Linked DNA regions of Rattus norvegicus: region 2 is linked to region 1. Evidence: chromatin contacts called from public Hi-C data. All regions are on one chromosome and are shown on one strand. The core of a region is the stretch at or near the end of the contact, and the rest is flanking DNA. Distances in the headings are between cores, read along the strand shown.

The links. Hi-C and Micro-C count contacts between places; a contact is called where the count stands out from the background.
Region 2: a contact with region 1 is called in a Hi-C map of liver, with 3 times the contacts expected there. The contact joins the enhancer-like site here to the promoter of Dnajc19 in region 1. A contact is called at or near these places in 3 of 12 Hi-C or Micro-C datasets (kidney and liver).

The regions. Positions count from the first base shown.
Region 1 is chr2:118,871,443-118,875,547 of GRCr8, reverse strand. It overlaps Dnajc19 (DnaJ heat shock protein family (Hsp40) member C19), which reads left to right and starts at 2,061. Exons shown (of 6, transcript NM_001134640.1): 1 at 2,061-2,197; 2 at 3,115-3,166; 3 at 3,244-3,317. The coding sequence starts at 2,195.
Region 2 is chr2:118,904,895-118,908,999 of GRCr8, reverse strand. All of the region lies in intron 1 of LOC103691527 (a long non-coding RNA gene), which reads right to left. Among named protein-coding and RNA genes, the nearest start is that of Dnajc19, 33 kb to the right of the region's middle. Within about 2 kb of position 1,654, at least 3 of the 93 cell types and tissues checked have an H3K27ac peak or open chromatin away from gene starts, as enhancers often do. A contact at or near this core is called in liver, where this site is marked.

The DNA of each region.
Region 1 (4,105 bases), core at 812-3,311:
TTGCCCAATGTTGAACAGAAAAGGCAACTCACACTGGATCAAAGACTGGAAAGTACACAGTCCCTAAAAGAAAATGTAGGGCAAGTCATTCATGACATGACTTTGCATGTGACTCAAAGGCTCAGGTAAAAACAACAACAAAGAACCAAAAAGCCAGAGAGTTGAACTTTATAAATTTTCAGAATGCTCTACCTCAAAATTCACTACCAGAAGATTAAAAAGGCATCACATAGATGGAGGAAATAATAGTATATCATATAACTGATAAGTGATACCCAGAATACATACAGAACTCCTGAATCTGAACAAATAAAATTCCCAACCCAAAATGGGCAAGAGCAAAAGACTTGAATAGACATTTTCCAAAAAGGCAGAGATATATTTCAGCATATAAAAAGGCACTCCATATTACTGATCAGAAGAAATACAAGTCAAAAGTACAATGAGTTACCATCTCAAACTCATTAGGATGACTACAATTAAATTAAAAAAAAAACAGAAAATATCAAATGTGGGCAAGGATGTGGATTGAGGCCCTCATCCACCAACTACCTTCCTTTGCAGGAACTATATTGGTCACCTTTCATTTGCTGTGGCAAAATGACTGACAGAATTAACTCATATTGCGGGGGGTGGGGGTGGGTGGGACCTGTTTGGCTCAGTCTCAGAGATGACAATCCATGGTCATCTGATTCCATTGTTTTTGGATGTGTGGTGAAGCAGAACTTTGGGATGGGGGAACACAGGGACTTACAGCAGAGATGAATGATGGCCAAGAAGCAAAGAAAGGGAGGAACTAGAGACAAGGACCTGCTCTGCATAACTATGATTCAGCTAAGTCCCCATCACCTCCAAACCGTCCACCAAGCCAAGACCCATAACTGATTAATCCATTGATCTTCTTAGAGCCCTTGTGATCCAGTTACCTTCCCAAAGCTCTACCTCTAACACATCCCTGCCATGAGTTTTTAACACACACACAAACACACACACACACACACACACACACACACACTCTCTCTCTCTCTCTCTCTCTCTCTCTCTCTCTCTCTCTCTTGAGTCTCTGAGAGACAGTTCATATTCAAGTCATGACAGCAAGTAAAGGTATGATTCTCACAGGATGCATGGATTTTATTTCTGCCCACCTAGCCAACAGAATGGAAATGTCTCAGCCTAGTTTCTGTGCACCCATGCCCACAGAAATGGCATTCTCAACAGCTACACCACAGAAACAAGCCATGAGAAACAGGAAGATAAGCAAAATATGATACATTCACATAAAGGACTTCTGACTACAAAAGGGAGAACCTTGGGAAGGCAGCAGGCAAATACTGCCAAGATAAAATGAAATGGACTGTCAGGAATTCATTGGCAGAGAACAGTTCGTAAAGCTATCTTAGTTTCTAGCTTCCCCTGAGATCACATAAGGCTTTTATATTCTCACAACATAGAGCCGAAAGACAATTCCTAGTCACTTTCATTCTGGTCAAGTGCATTTGCCATCCTTGAGCCAACCAACCACATGCTGTGACCAATACAGGTACAAGCATTCTTATACTTAGAAAAATAGTAAGTCAGGCTAAAACAGAAGGGAAAAAAGCAAACAATGAACACACAGCAGAAGCTGTATTTTTATCGAACAAATCCACATGGTCCGAAGCAGACATCAGGAAGAGAGATGAAAAGAATTAAGACTGGAAAAAATAATTTTCCACATAGTTTCGGATCTGTTTATAGATCTACGTTCTAAGCCAGAAGAAGAAAGATGTCTGTAGAGTACGAAGATCGGTCTTGTGGCTTCTTGACATCTACTGGCACAGAAGACAAAATTAATGCCTCATCCGAAAAACAACGCTACTTTCACATAACCTATATTAAGCAAAGTTAGGAAGATATGTTTTATCGGGAAAACCTGTTTTAGGGCGGGGTATTAGACTTCCGAGTCAGGAGTCCAGGGCAGAGGGCATGGCAAGTCCCGCCCCGGTCCGACCTTTCAGTCAACCCCAGTTGCTGGGCCCCTTTTTGCAGCACTTTGTGCGACAGTTCCGACGCACTTTACGGCGCCCCTGCCGTGTTGCGCGGCGCTGTGGAAGTGGCGGCAGTGCTGGCTCGGCCCTATCGTTCTACTCAAGCGTACTGTGGCGGTGGGCTCGCGCTGGGATGAGCCCGCGGTGCCGAGCCGCGAAGTGGAGTCATGGTGAGTGGTCGGCGCTGACAGGCTCCGAAAGGGCGCTGTCTGGCCTGGGCGGATGCGGAGACAGACCTTTGCTCCGGCCTCCGGTGGCTCCAGCTGACACCCATCATCACTATTTGCAGGCAAACGTTTGCGCCTCCTGGAAGGTCGGGCTGTTACACCACTACCACCACCACCGCACTCCTCCCCTCCTTACGGTGGAAATGCTTTATGGGAATCTTTCAGGAAGCCTTTGCAAGCACCGTTTCCTGATCCAGCAAAAAATCTTTCCACCGGTCTTTTTTTAAACTAGAATGAGGTTCAAGTGCCTGCCGGTTAAGTTATCCCCGACGACTGGAAAATCACCCCCTCTTACTGTTGTGGGTAAAGATGACTTACCCTTCTTAGTGATAATCCCATACCGTGACAATATTGTAGATAAAAATTGCAGTGGTTTTAATTTTTTTTTTTGAAACAGGGTTTCACTTTTTAGTCCTGGCTGTCGCAGAACGTACTTAAATTCACCTGCCAATGTCTCCCAACTGCTGGCATTAAATGCAGTCCACCAATGTGCACAATGTGTATCAATTTATAGTAACTTTAAAGGCACAATAGAAATAGAAATCAGGAAAATGTTTCTTCCAGCAGGCCTGGAGCTGGACTCTGTATAATCCCAGCTGCTTAGAGAGCTAATTGTAAATTCGTTGGCAGCTTGGTCAATTTAGCAAGATCCACCTCAGAATAAAAGTGTTGTAACTTTGACAAAGGCTGGAGTTGGTAGGCGCCTTTCTAGCTTGTATGATACACTAGGTTCCATTCCTAGTCCTGCTTTTAAAAAAAAAGAACCCGCCTTTCACCAAAATGAAGGCCGTAATGAATCTGGATGCAGAATAGGCAGCAATTAATAGTAGTGAAGATTTACTCTTTTCTTCCATTACCAGGCCAGTACAGTGGTAGCAGTCGGATTGACCATTGCTGCTGCAGGATTTGCAGGTTTGTATGGTTTGGGGGTGAAAGAAAAGTAGACTGGTTATGGATTAAGTTGCTTATTCTGTTGCTTTTGGTTTTAGGCCGTTATGTTTTACAAGCCATGAAGCATGTGGAGCCTCAAGTAAAACAAGTTTTTCAGAGTCTACCAAAATCTGTAAGACAACCTTTTTGCTAACTGTATCTGAAGCCTGGAGCTTCCCTGTAATCTGAATTCCGCAGGTCCATGAAGTTCAGTGGGGAGTTGTAAACCCTGCAATGGTCCACACTAGAAATTGGTTTTCCCATGAGACAATTGAGGGTGGGTAACCTTGACAGGTTTAGTACTATGAAAGATAGCTAACAATTAACTTTAATAGACATGCTGTTGACTTTAGTATCTGTCCACCTGCTGTCCCTTGTCTGTTTTGTCACATAGGATAGTATTTCAATGATGTTAGCTATAACTGCATTCAAAAATCATACCCGTAGTGATTAATAACGAATCTGAACTACGTGTAATGCAGACAGCTGCTGCTACGCTACTCAGGACTTCGAGAGGTCATGACACTGATAGCTTGGGCAGTAGCAGAAAACCTTGGTGTACATGATCTCTACTAAGATTAAGGTTCTGGTGGCATAATTTCCCCTATCATAAAGTCCTCTTTTAGTGGATGCCTTGAATCTTGTAGATAAAAGATCTCCGGGTCTTCTTTTGATAACTTGGTTCTGCTGTTTTATGAAGATCAAGTTTTTATCTGGAACATGGATGAGAATGCTTTCCATTCATTCATTTCCCCCCATCTTATGTTCTCAAGACACTTCCAGTTTAGTTCCAAGAAGTGATGTTTCCTCTTATAACAGTTAAGTTGGCTACCACTTATCAAGCTAAAATGCCTTGAGAAGTCCACCTGTAGTGCTCCCCGAAATGCACCATTTTCTTTACTGATTTAACCAACCTTCCAC
Region 2 (4,105 bases), core at 405-2,904, 34 kb before region 1:
ACTCTTTCACAACTGACACTTGACAGTTTAATAGTTTTTGAGACAGCCCAGACATATTACAAGCTACCTTTGCATGGTCGTCAGAGCTAAGCACTTCCTCATGCCTCATGGGGCAGAAACTCTCAGTCCCATGTGTGTCCCAGTGTGCTGCTCTGTAGAAGCACACTTGGTTTTCTCCTCTGTCGTTGGTCTCCTGACACAAAGCAAGAGCATCAGGCCCTTGGGCAGCCATCATCCCTGCAAACCTACTCCCAACCACCAGCTCAGTGGTTCTCAACCTGTGCGATCGCCCCTTTGGCAAACCTCTATCTCCAACATCGATTATGTTACAATTCCTAACAGCAAAATTACAGTTATGAAGTAGCAGCAAAAATAATTTTATGGTTGGGGGTAACCACCACATGAGAAACTGTATTAAAGGGTCGCAGCATTAAGAGGGTTGAGAACCACTGCCCTTGCTTGTCCTCAGCACTTCAATGTCTGTTAAAACCAGTTAACTCCGTGTGTTTCCCGCCATGATTCTTCAGGCATTTGAATTTCTGACCTCTCCTGATAAACCACTTTCTGTTTTACCTCATTAACATGTACACTGGCTAGATTTATGTCAATTTAATACCATCTAGAATAGTTTTTGGAAAAGGGAAAACCAATTGGGAAAATCATCCCACCGAATTGTCCTATGGGTATCCCTGTGGTACACTTTCTTGGTTGATAATTGATGTGGAAGTACCCAGTGCATTGTGAGTAGCATCAGGCAGGTGGTCCTGGTGCTATAAGGAAGCAGGCCGAGCAAGCCATGGAGAGGAATCCAGCAATCAGCACCCCTCTGTGGCCTCTGAATCAGCTCCTGCCTCCAGGTTTCTGCCCTGAGTTCCTGCCCTGATGTGTCAGATGAATATAAACCTTTTCCTCCACAAGTTGCTTTTAAGTGATGGTATTTTATCACAGCAATAGACAAGAAACACCAAGGCAGCATGTATTGTACAGCCACTCAATTTGTGTGTGGAGAACAAGACAGGGTCTCACTGTGTAGTCCTTTCTGGCATGGAATACACTATGTATGCCCGACTAGTCTGGAACTTACAGAGAACTGCTTGCTTCTGCCTAAGTTCTGTGATTAAAGGCATGGACTCAGAGATGCTAAGTTATAAATGAATATGGAAAGTTGAGTGCCTGGCCCCAGCGCATGTCAGTGGGAGCAGCAGGAACGGAAGTACTCGTGGTGATGATTCAGGGTGATTAGAGCTGAGCCCCTGTCATGGATTAAAGAAGGTCTGTCCAATAACATTCCAATAGTGTGAGCCCATATTTAATTTTAATTCTATAATAGTCCTATTGAGGGGGTTTTAACGTAAACTTAATCTGACAATATGATCTAGATAAAGTAATATAATCAAATTAGTCCCTTTACCACATAATCAATATTAAAAACCACTAATGAGATATTTATAATCTGCACTAAGCCTTTAAACCAGTTTCTAATTCATGGTGACAGAATGCTTCAACCTGGCTGCCCATAGTTCAAATGTTCAAGGTCCATATGGCAACAGGACTAGTGGAAACAGGAAGATAAGAGATCTCAAAGGTCCTATAAGTCCCAGAGGCAATAGATGTTAAATAAAGATTAAAGGCTAAAGATCATTAGAAGTAAATAAATAAAACATGTGTACTCGTGGAGTTGGACTGGCTAGAAAGCCATGGGCACCCCTTGATGGGGCCTGGCCTGCTCTGATTTGGGAAGCTAAGCAGGGCTAGGCTTGGCTGATATCTGGATGAGGGAAATCACAAATAGAAGGATGAAGAAAAATAGAGTGGAATACACGTTTCTAGGACAGGAAAAGGGAAAGCTTAAAGCAGCGTTTGAACAAACTGATGGAGGACACTGGAAGAGTCTCTCCTCTGGGCAGCAGGGAGCCAGTGAAAATTTCAATCGAGAAAGTGTTTTATCAGATCTCTGTTTAAGATGGATAGTTTACAAGGCTATAACTCAAATGAAATTAGCCAGGTCTGAACTCATGTAAATAGAGTTAGAACACAAAGACACAGTCTGGAGAAAGCTGATGTCAGTTCTGTACAAAGAATACTTTTGTGAATTGTCAGTATTGCCCAAAGCACCGTGTGCTTGCTGGGCGGTTGAAAATCTGACTATGGGAATGTAGACACAGATGCCAGATAACTACTGTCAGGAATCAGGCAGGGTAGCGGGAGCTCTTTTGTCCTCTGCAACGCGCAGATAGCACCCGTGCCCGGTTCCTTTTGAGCAAGCTGTAAGGTCTCTGCTTCCACTCCCATTCAACAGCATATTGGAATGCAAGGGAGAGAGACAGGGCTATTATTACCAAGATAACCTTGAGCCTGTTCTAATTTATTTTTTTAAAAGAAAATAAATCACTCTCAACCTCTGTTGCTTTATTATTAGGGGGTTGTTAGAAGAACACTTTATTCCCTTAGTAGCTAGTATAAGAATCCGTTCTGGTGAGAGAATTGCCTTTGCTGGAGAATGCTTTAGCAGGCTAGCTTGGGGTAGGTGAATGTTTGGGGCAGGAGTGTCATGGGAGGCCAAGGATTCAGGGGACAGGATAGAACCACAAGGCAGGCAGGAGGATGTGCACAAGTCCTCGATGACAAAGCTAACATTCTGGTTTCACATAAGGGAATTCTGCAGCCATGTTGACATCAGAGAAAAGACCATGCAGAGAAGCCACAGGGAGCCCTGCAGAGACTCAAGTCAGGCAACACAGGCCCCTTAGCAGCACGGGATACTGTGTTGCTCCCAATAGAATTCACAGAAGCTGGGGCACACAGAGACATGACCCTAACTAAGGCAGTCACAAAAGGCAGCCATACTGGTCATCCTATCGGTGACATCTCATCGCTGTGACAAATATTTGACAAAATACAGCTTAAAGAAGGCCATGGCTTAAGAATGTTGCAATAGGAAGGCATGGTAACCATTTGTATCTCAGCTCTGGAAGCAGAAAGGCAGATGAATGTTGCTGCTGGCTTATTTCTCCTTTTTATGCAAGCCAGGACCTAAGGTCACGGAATGGTGCAGTCTATATTCAAAGTAGATCTTGGCCTCAGTGAAACCTCTCCCGGGGCTTCCCCACACAGACCCAGGCATATTGCCTGGATGACTCTACATCCAGTGCAGTTGGCTCTGAAGAGGTCCCATCACCATGTTGAATTGCCTACCTTGACAGGTCCTATCCAGCCTAGACCTGGGTGTCAGAATAAGTGTTTTACGTGATCATGGCTTGAACATTCTGAACCTTGTGGGTTCTGTCACCAGATGCTCTCTAAGTGAAAGGTGCTGAGATGCTGAATGGTCAGGTCCTTGGGACTGTAGAAAATAATGCCATACTCCCGTGGAGGCTTTCAGTAGATAGGAAATGGATGACACCTTGCCATACTTAAGCAATCGTAAGTCATGTGATTGTTGTTGTTGTTTTTGTTGTTGTTGTTTGCGTGCATATGTGGGTATGCATGGAGGTCAGAGGTCAAAGCTGGCTGCCATCCCTCAGGTAAGGTCCACCTTTTTTGAGACAGAGTCTCTCAATGGCTTTGAGCTCACGGATTTGGCTAGGCTGGCTGGCCAGTCAGCAAGTCTGTGGGATTCTGTTTCTGCCTCCCTGGTGATGGGATTACAAGGACATATTATCACAGGCCCAACTTTTTCACAAATACGGCTTCTGGGGATAAACTCAGTTCATGCTTGCAAGGCTAGCCTAGCCCTTCACTGAGATCTCTCTCTCTCTCTCTCTCTCTCTCTCTCTCTCTCTCTCTCTCTCTCAGATAATTAGCAGGTTTTTTTGTTAAGAGTATTAAAGTAAATGCTCATTGTGAAACCTAGAGATGTGGATGAATAGTGAGCGCTGGTCATTCTGTGCTGTGTGTTTGCTGTCAGTCACAGAGAATCTTCCACGGGCAAGTTCAGGTTGCCTGATCTAAAGCACACTGAGGGCTTCTTCCCACAGCCCGGCCCTGAAAACCAACTGCCACATGCACCTGTCTGTAAGCTGTCTTTCATTCTGTGCCATAGTTTCCAAACAGCCCTGGGGATGTATCTGGTGAACACCTCATTACCTCCATTACCATTGCAATG